2 separate regions of the Gossypium arboreum genome follow, and region 1 is linked to region 2. Evidence: chromatin contacts called from public Hi-C data. All regions are on one chromosome and are shown on one strand. The core of a region is the stretch at or near the end of the contact, and the rest is flanking DNA. Distances in the headings are between cores, read along the strand shown.

What was found. A called contact is a pair of places that touch in the nucleus more often than the background predicts.
Region 1: a contact with region 2 is called in a Hi-C map of leaf, with 2.5 times the contacts expected there. The contact joins the promoter of LOC108458593 here to the enhancer-like site in region 2. A contact is called at or near these places in 2 of 5 Hi-C or Micro-C datasets (both in leaf).

What each region holds. Positions count from the first base shown.
Region 1 is chr4:95,751,595-95,756,551 of ASM2569848v2, reverse strand. LOC108458593 (thaumatin-like protein 1b) reads left to right here and starts at 2,808. Exons shown (of 2, transcript XM_017758004.2): 1 at 2,808-2,960; 2 at 3,093-3,841. The coding sequence starts at 2,915. The coding sequence ends at 3,772.
Region 2 is chr4:95,360,009-95,364,522 of ASM2569848v2, reverse strand. No RefSeq gene overlaps it. Among protein-coding and RNA genes, the nearest start is that of LOC128292415, 16 kb to the right of the region's middle. Within about 2 kb of position 1,587, at least 2 of the 2 cell types and tissues checked have an H3K27ac peak or open chromatin away from gene starts, as enhancers often do. A contact at or near this core is called in leaf, where this site is marked.

The sequences.
Region 1 (4,957 bases), core at 1,559-4,058, 390 kb before region 2:
ATTGCAATTGGCTTCTGTTTAGGAACCAAACATTTCTTATCTTAGGATGCTTGGATGTGTGGTATATGTCCCAATTGCTCTCCCACAATGCACAAAGATGGACCCTAAAAAAAGATAGAGAATGTATGTTGATTATGAATATCCTATAGTTAAATATCTTGAACCAATGATAAGAAATCTATTTATGACACGATTTGCCAATTGACATTTTGATGAAATAGTATTATCAATATCTGGGGGAGAAAATAAATAGTTGGTAAAGGAAATTATTTGGAATGCATCTTTATTATCTCATATAGATCCTCGAACAAATCAATGTAAACTAGAAACTCAAAAGATAATACATTCGCAAAATATTGCAAATCAATTGTTAGATGCATTTACTGACCTAAAAAGAGTTACTAAATTCCATATACCAGGTGAAGAAACTCCAATAAGAATTGATGTCTCTATAGGATAATTTGGTAGTGCAAATGAACATAAGCCTCGTTTGAAGTGTGGTAATAGACTAATTGGTTCCAAAGAATATCATTATACCATTATTCGATTCCATCAAATCAAACTACTCTTATAACAATTCCATACAATTACAACTTTATTTCATTCCTGTAGAATAGATATTGCATTACAATCCTATTCCATTTCAGTGAACCAAACATACCATAAGTTTACTTTCAAATGTAAAGTTTTTAGACCAATAGTCTGAAGTGCAAAATGAGTAAAACCTGTTGAATATAAATGGGCGTTTATGTGAAAACAAATGAAAAAGATGAAGTTGTACGATACAAATCATGATTAGTAGCACAAGGCTTTTCACAAAGGTATGTTATTAATTATGAGGAGACATATTCTCCAATGGTGAATGCAAATTACTTTAAGGTATCTTATTAATCTGACAATACATGAAAAGCTAGATTTGTGTCTAATGGATATTGTTACAACTTATTTATATGGATCACTTGATAATAAGATTTATATGAAAATTCTTGAAGGACTTAAAATGTCAATAGCATGTAAATATTCTCAGGAAAATTGTTTGATGTGTTTACATAAATCTTTATACGGATTGAAACAATCCAGGCATATGTGGTATAAATGACTCAGTGAGTTCTGTTGAAGGAATATTATAAAAACAATCCAACATGCTCGTGTGTCTTTATAAAAGATTAAAATTAGAGTTTGTTATAATTGTTGTGTATGTTGTTGACTTGAGTATTATTGGAACATGTGAAGAGATTCAAAAGGCAATTGATTATTTGAAGAAAGAATTTGAGATGAAAAATATTAGAAAAACTAAGTTTTGTCACTTATCAAATGAAATTCTTCTTCATTAATCAACTTATATAGAAAAAATCTTAAAAAATTTTATATGGATAAAACACATCCTTTAAGTACCCCGGTGATTGTAAGATGACTAGATGTAAAGAAAGATCATTTTCGTCCTCGTGAGAATGATGAAGAACTTATTAGTCCCAAAGTACCATATCTTAGTGCTATATAAACATTGATGTATCTTGCTAACAGTACACGACCTGATATAGCATTTGCAAAAGTTTATTAACAAGATTTAGTTCTTCTACAATGTGTTGGCACTAGAACAGAGTTAAGCAAATATTTTGATATCTCCAAAGATCGATTGATATAGGTTATTCTATCCAAATGGTTCAAATCACAATTGATTGGCTATGTAGATGTAGGATAATTACCTTATCCACATAAAGCATGCTCTCAAACGAATTGTATTTACAATCGAAGGTACAACTATATCGTAATGCTCAACAAAACAAATTTTAGTTGCTACTTCATTAAACCATGAAGAAATAATTACAATGCATGAAGTGAGTCAAGAATGTGTTTGGTTAAGATTGATGATCCAACATATCCAATAGATGTGTTGTATATCATCCAAAAAAATGATTCTATATCATCCAAAAAAATGATTCTAACTATTTTGTACAAAGATAATGTAGCATGCATAGCTCAATTGAAACGAGGGTGTACATCAAAAGAGACAAAACAAAATATATTTAACTGAAATTCTTCTTCACTCGTGACCTTCAAAAGAATGGTGATATAGATGTTTAACAAATTTGTTCATGTGAAAATTTGACAGATTTGTTCACTAAAGCACTGCTGACTAACACATTTGAGAAGCTAGTCAATGGAATTGGTATGCATTATGTGATGTTCTCATGAGGGAAATAAAATACACGCTATAATTTTTTTTCCTTAATTGAGATTTTGTCCCACTGGATTTTCCTAGTAAGGTTTTTAATGAGACAGTATGTGATGAGTATTATAGTTATGTGTACTTTTTTTTTATTCACTAAGCAATTTTTTTTACAGGATTTTTCTCTGAATAAGGTTTAACAAGACACATTATCTACAGATAGACATCCAAGAAGTAGTGTTATAAATATTTTATAATCATAGAAGTGGATGCCCACTAGAATAAGACATTTGATGTACTGTTGAACTTTAATGTAAATTAAAAGTAGAGTTTTATTTCATTTATATTTATTATATTTATAAATATAAACTTAAAAAAAACATTGTTGGTATCTCTATTTGATTAATTAAATACCATAATTTTTTTTCCTTTCTTACTCTCCTTATCTTATAACTGAACATTGATTAGTATTTCGTAATAAAAAATTAGTAGAATTTAATTCAAAATTATTTTTGTTTAAAAATAGAAAACAGCAGCGTAAGCAGTGTTAATTCTAGTAAAATTAAATATAATCACGACTTTTTCAAAGTTAGTTGCGATAGAAGTCTATATAGTCCATGTTAATATCCAATTCCGTATGCATTGAAGATTATATTGTTTCTGGGGCATGCCTATCAGTTCTTATACTAAGGCTCTTTAAATAACGAAAAGGAAACAATTAATTAATCAATTGTTTAAGCAAAGATGAAGTCATGGATCTTTGGCCTTTCCTTGCTTACCCTAATCTCAGGTAACAAACAAACCTCAAGTACCATTCTTTCTCTGCAACTCTAGTACCTCATCAACATTTCATTTGCAAGATTTAATGCTTATCAAATGTTCGTAATGGTTCTAGAATTTTTATCATTTTCTTATATTGCAGAGTCTCACATGGCAAGTCTCTACACTAGAAACAACTGTCCATTTACTGTCTGGCCAGGAACACTTACTGGCGCTGGTATACCTCAATTGTCCAACAGTGGGTTCGAGTTAGCCCCACAAGCATGGAATGCCATTACTGTTATTGCTCCTTGGTCAGGCAGACTCTGGGCTCGAACCCAATGCTCAACCTCCTCCGGATTGTTCACTTGTGCCACTGCAAACTGTGGGTCGGGCCAGGTTGCCTGCAATGGTGTAGGTGCAGTCCCTCCTGCAACCCTTGTAGAGTTCACTTTACCACAAAATGGAGGACAAGATTTCTATGATATCAGCCTAGTAGATGGCTTTAACTTGCCGGTTTCAGTAACTCCACAAGGCGGCTCGGGTCCAAACTGCACCATAACTAGCTGTTCGGCAAATGTGAATGCAATTTGCCCACCAGAACTGATTGTTAAAGCATCTTATGGGAATACCATAGCCTGCAAAAGCGCATGCCTAGCTTTCAAGCAGCCCAAGTACTGTTGCTCTGGTGAATATAATTCACCCCAGAAATGTGAACCCACAAATTACTCGATGGTTTTCAAGAACCAGTGCCCTCAGGCTTATAGTTATGCTTATGACGATAAAACTAGCATTTTTACCTGCTCTGGTTCACCTAATTACCTTATCACTTTCTGTCCATGAAACCTTAGCAGCAGGAGTAGGCTTTATCTGTTTTGCATTCATTAATAAAGAAAATGTTAGTACTGTTGTTTATATGCTTTGCACATAATTCTCATAGTTTTTCTAATTTTACTTTTAATCCTGTTATTTTCATGTCTCATCTAATATAGTATTAAGGTTGGCTTTTTTTACATTTAGTGGATAGCCATTTGCTTTTTACGAAAAGCTATCAGGGTGAGGGGATTAATGTGGCTAACCTCTTCAAAAAAAAAAAAAAAAATAGATGTACTCTTTCTTATTCTACTGCTAGTCCGAAATCCTCTTTTTGTGTGTGTGTGTGTGTGTGTACAAGAGGAGAAAATCCACTAAAATCAACCTAGCTGTAGACAAGCTAAACCGACGCTATCATTATGTAGATGCTGAAGAACTTCATCCGGTAGGTACAAGGAATGGACCCCCAGCGAGCATTAGTATGCCATCGACGCTAATCGATCAGCCACTTTGTTCCCTTCTTTATACGTATGTTGCACTTTTAACTTTCCAAGGTAGCTGTAGGTGACCAATAATAGTTCGAAGAACCTCGAAGTGATGCTGTGCTGATAACCTGTTTCGAATAAGCTGCGTCGCAACTAAGGTGTCTAAGTCAAGGATGATAAGGCGCAACCCCAGCTTCCGTGCTCTTGAGATTTTAAGATTGAGCACAGATACATATACCATATGGCCACAGCCCATTACCATGAATAAAACAATAGTATAATATTTATTTTGTTCTCTAACTTTATAAAAAAAGTTATTTTAGTCTTTTATTTAATTTTTTTCTAATTTTAATTTTTAAACTTATATTGTTTGTTAAATCATCCCAAAATAAATAAATAAAAGTTGACCGTCTATTCACTTTCTTGACATGACATCCATGTTGCATCCATATATAAAATGTTAGCAATTAATTATTTTTTAAAAATTTAAAATTATTTTATTATTTTAAATTTTTGAAAATAATTTTATAATTTTTATTTTTTAAATTTAAAATTAATTAATTGTTGACGTGGGGCTCATATGTATGCCACATTAGTAAAGTGAACCGAAATTAACTTTTTGTCCATTTTAAGGTGATTTGAAAAACAGTGTAAGTATAATGGCTAAAAAAGGAAAAACAAATAGAAGACTAAAATGACTCTTTTATAAAATATTTGAAAGTCCAAATAA
Region 2 (4,514 bases), core at 338-2,837:
GGAGATAGAAATGCTTGGTAATGATTAGCCATTGGAATGGCTAATCATGATCATATTTGGTATTATGTATGTCAAATTGCTAGCTAATCCATGGAAACCATGAAATAGGTAAAATTTACCATAAAATAGATTCAGACAGCAGCAGTGACGTGAGTTTGAAAAATCACTAAAATAGTAGAAATGGAATTAAATAATGAATAAGTTATGGAATCGAAGCTTGATGAGTCTATTTTCATATGGAATAAGCGAAACAGGTATATGAGCTATATTTTATGAGATGTTTAAATTTTTGTGAAACAGGGCCAGAGTGATTTCTGGATCCCTGTTCTGACTTTGGAAATTCACCATAAATTTTACAAAGATAATTAGAAGTCATGCTTTATATGTACAGATTCCTTATTGAGTCTAGTTTTATTAGAGATAAACGGCATAGTCATTGAAGCTCTGTACAGGAGATATCTGATTCGTAATACACTGAGGTCAGAGTAGTTGAACCCTGAAACAGGGAGACTTTAACTAATAAACTGTACTAATTGGCCCAACCAAAACTTCTAGAAAAAATTAGTAGATATATATATGAGTCTAGTTTCAGGAAAAATTTACGGAATTGGATTTCGAGTTTTGTAACTCGAGATATGATTTTTAAAGCGACTGTGATGCAGTTAGCCAGCTTGTCTGGAAATTTTAAAATGAATTGTATGAGCTGTTTAATTAATGAATTAAGTCCGTTAACACCTCGTGTTCGACTCCGGCAACGGTCTCGGGTACGGGGTGTTACATAAAATATAGCGGAGGGAGTAACTTGCATGTTCCAAAATGTATAAGGATTAATTTGTTCATTTTTCAATATAGAGGCCGAAATGCAATCTGTCCATAAGTACAGCGGCTTCCCTAGTACTTTTAGCAACACACCAACTATATATATACAAAAATTGTATATATTTATAAAAGAATTTATTCATCAATTGAATTATAAGTTTAGTGATAAAACAGCATATATTTACCTAATTTTACTAATCTCAGTTCAATCCTTAGACATGAATTACTTTTAATAGTTTTATTCTAAAATTTTAAATAATGATTTAATCAAATACTAAACAAAAAAAAAAAAAAAAAGAAAATGTAATAGTATAGTCGGATAGAATATGAACTACTTTGTTTTGCAATTACCTTTGCATAAATTTATTTCGGTTCCATACTTCATTCACATTTATGTGCATCAATTTCAAATATGTTAAAGAAAAAGCCACAGCTAAGCACAGACCCAAATCTAGTTTTTAAAGTACAAAACTGAGGAGTGATAATACAAACTAAGCCGCAGTTTGCAGCCCACTGAAACATTGGCCACTGATAATATATAAATATTTAACTTGGATAGAAAAGTACCAAAGAAAACAGCAAGAGATTGCATAATCTGACTCGACCTAGGTGAATTTATTTGAGCTTTAAACATCATTTAATGAAGTAAAAACCAGAGGCTGCCGTGGAAACCGAAATGCCGAAGGATCAAAGCTGCCCTATAAGAGAAAGTACTTCCCTTCAAGCAAATGATACGAAAGAAAGCGTGGAAGAAAAAGAAAGCAGCATCAGCATAGAATCAAGACCCTAGCTAGGTCACCTCTTGCTTGGTTGGTGCAAGGGGTGGCCTGGTGATGGTGTGCATAATTAAAGAGGGGGTTTTATACTGAAGCTTCATATGGGCTTATAGGAATCCGAAAATAAAATAATTAAAACATAAACACCATCATAATAATACATATTAAAAAGATGTTGTGAGTTATTGGTTAAAAGTGAAACCGAAAAAGAGAGAAGTGGAGGTTGCTAGATTCAGCATCTTCCAAGGGATATGCCATTGCAAAAGCTCCTAATTCGCACCAGATATGATGACAGCACTCTTTTTTTGATTCCCCCATAGGATTTTTATATATGGATGGTTCCTTTCCTGTTTATCACATGGAAAGGATAGCACCTCTCATCTTTGTCAAGGGTCATGTTTTAAGAATGGGACTTGTTCACCACTCTCTTCCTGCCACCTGCATGCCAAAATATTTTTTGTCAATCCGCTATTGTCATGATGGATTTTGTATTTATCTAATTTTAAATCTCAAATTAGTATGAAACTGAACTTAAGTGTTTATCTAATTTTAAATCTCAACTTTTACCAACTATTCGAAAATTTTCTAGATTGAAAAATGTAGGAACAGATGAATCTCTAACCCTTGAACTAGGTCTTGTGTAGTTTAGAAACCTGGAAAAGAGTAATATGATTATAGGTCGGCCAGTGTCTTTGTTGTTGATGTTCAATAGCTTTTTCTTTTCCCCTTTTTTTTTTGGGGGGGTTACAAAAATTCTGAATAAGATTCCATGTTCTGAGTGACACCAGCAGTATAATTCTTTTGTTTACTGAAACAGAGAACTCCAATACTCCTTTTTCTTTTTTATTTGATGGCGTAATGGCTTTGAAGGACAATTTTCACTTAGCTCCAGTCATGCAGTACATAGTTGTAGTACCAAATTATAAAAGCAGACTATACTTTCACCAATTAAAGTAGGGTTTACTACAGATTTGTAAACTGGAAATAAGAAGTTACTATCATGCCTTAATTTGAACACTAAATCCACTTGTTTGCAATGGAAGGGAAAAGGGTATTTGACCCCAAGAAGTATGAAATTTTTGCATTAAGTGACTGGGTTTAATTCGGACCTCCAAATTTGCTGCCATGACTGGACTAGCATTAATATTATTGATGCCTTCTCGTAGATGTATTAGACTTAAAAGATGAGTTTAGGAGGAAGCTGGATCGTGTTGGAGGCCACATGTTCCTCCATAATGAACCGAAAGTATACTGAAGGTTTTTGTACCATGAGTTAATTTTTTTTTCATTAAAAAATGAATAAATTAATTTATATATGTTAGATTAATAAGTAAATTGTTCATTATATTAAAATTTTCATCTATATCTATTGCTAAGTGATTATGTGGCATAATCAAATAGCGACACACTATGTGCCATGTAAATATTATGCTCATGTGCCATGGAACAAATTGTTGTCCAAGCTCGCATCCAATTCATGTTAGACATGATTTTTAAAATAATTATAAAATTATAAAAATAGAAAATTATTAAGAATTATAGAAAGTTACACAAAAATTATGAAAAATTAATAAAATAACTAAAATAAGATCTAGAATGAATCAATAACCATTTGTTCATATTCATTATGGACTGGTTTTTAAATAATCATAGAAAATTTAAAAAATTATAGCAAATTTTTAAAAATTATTGAGAATTATAAGAAATTATTAATAATTATTTTTTAAAAATAATAAAAATAAAAATATTTTATATACACATATTGTATGTTTAAATAATTCAAATCTATCTATCTATATATATATATATATATACACATATTACTCTTCTTAATTGAGTAGATATTTTTAAATATTCAAATTTTTACTTCATTAATTTCTTATAATTCAAATATAGGTAAAAATATAATAGTAACGTTTGATAATAATTTCTTATTATTAATTTTAGAAATTTAAAATTGTTTATAATTTCTTATAATTTTAATATTTTTTAAAATTATATATTTTTAACAATTATTTAAGAAACGGCTTAGGAATGGACTTGACAACCATTTTTTCAGATTCATCTTGGATGTGATTTTTAAAATAATTATTAAAAATATTTTTGTAATAACCTATACTCGACCCGGTTGTCGAGCCTGAGAACAGGACGCCACATCAAACATCACAACATCACACATTCCACATAGTCTCATTTTCATATGATCATTGTCACACCTAAGCATTTATAGAAGATTTAAGTCTAAAATACTTTAGGCGATATTAAACTTTTACTAATCATACATTAATTGACCATAAAATAAGTTAATAACATGCCTAGGGACCACTTAAAGAAAATTTTCAAAAAAGTCACGTAGGTATCAACACTCAAACTCAGGTATCGATATTTATAGGTATCGATACCATTAGAAAAATCGGTACCTTTGTAGTATTTTGTTTCTCTGAAAAATTTAAAACCTAGCAATTTATCGATACAATTCAAAAAGTGTCTATATTTTTACCCTGAGTGTCGATACTCAAGAATTGGTATCAATGCTAAAATGAGCTACTGTTTTCTTGCACTTTCGTTTTAACATGGAGGTATTGATACATATGCCCGAATATTGATACCTTTGTACAAATCAGCAAAAATTACAGCAAAACAGGGCATTTAACATATTCAATCACATGCCACTTCAACATACATCCATAACTTCAGTATTCAACATCAAAATGTCCATATTTGCAGTTCATAGCAATGTCAATAATTCAAGCCAAGACAACCCAATAACATAATGTCAAACATCCATCAATTCCTAAGAGTCTAAAATCATATCAACCATTTAAGACATAATAATAATCAACCAAAAACGTCTACCACATTGCCTTATTCCCACAATTCAAAGAATAATATGAGTTTTATCTACTCAAAATCTAAAGC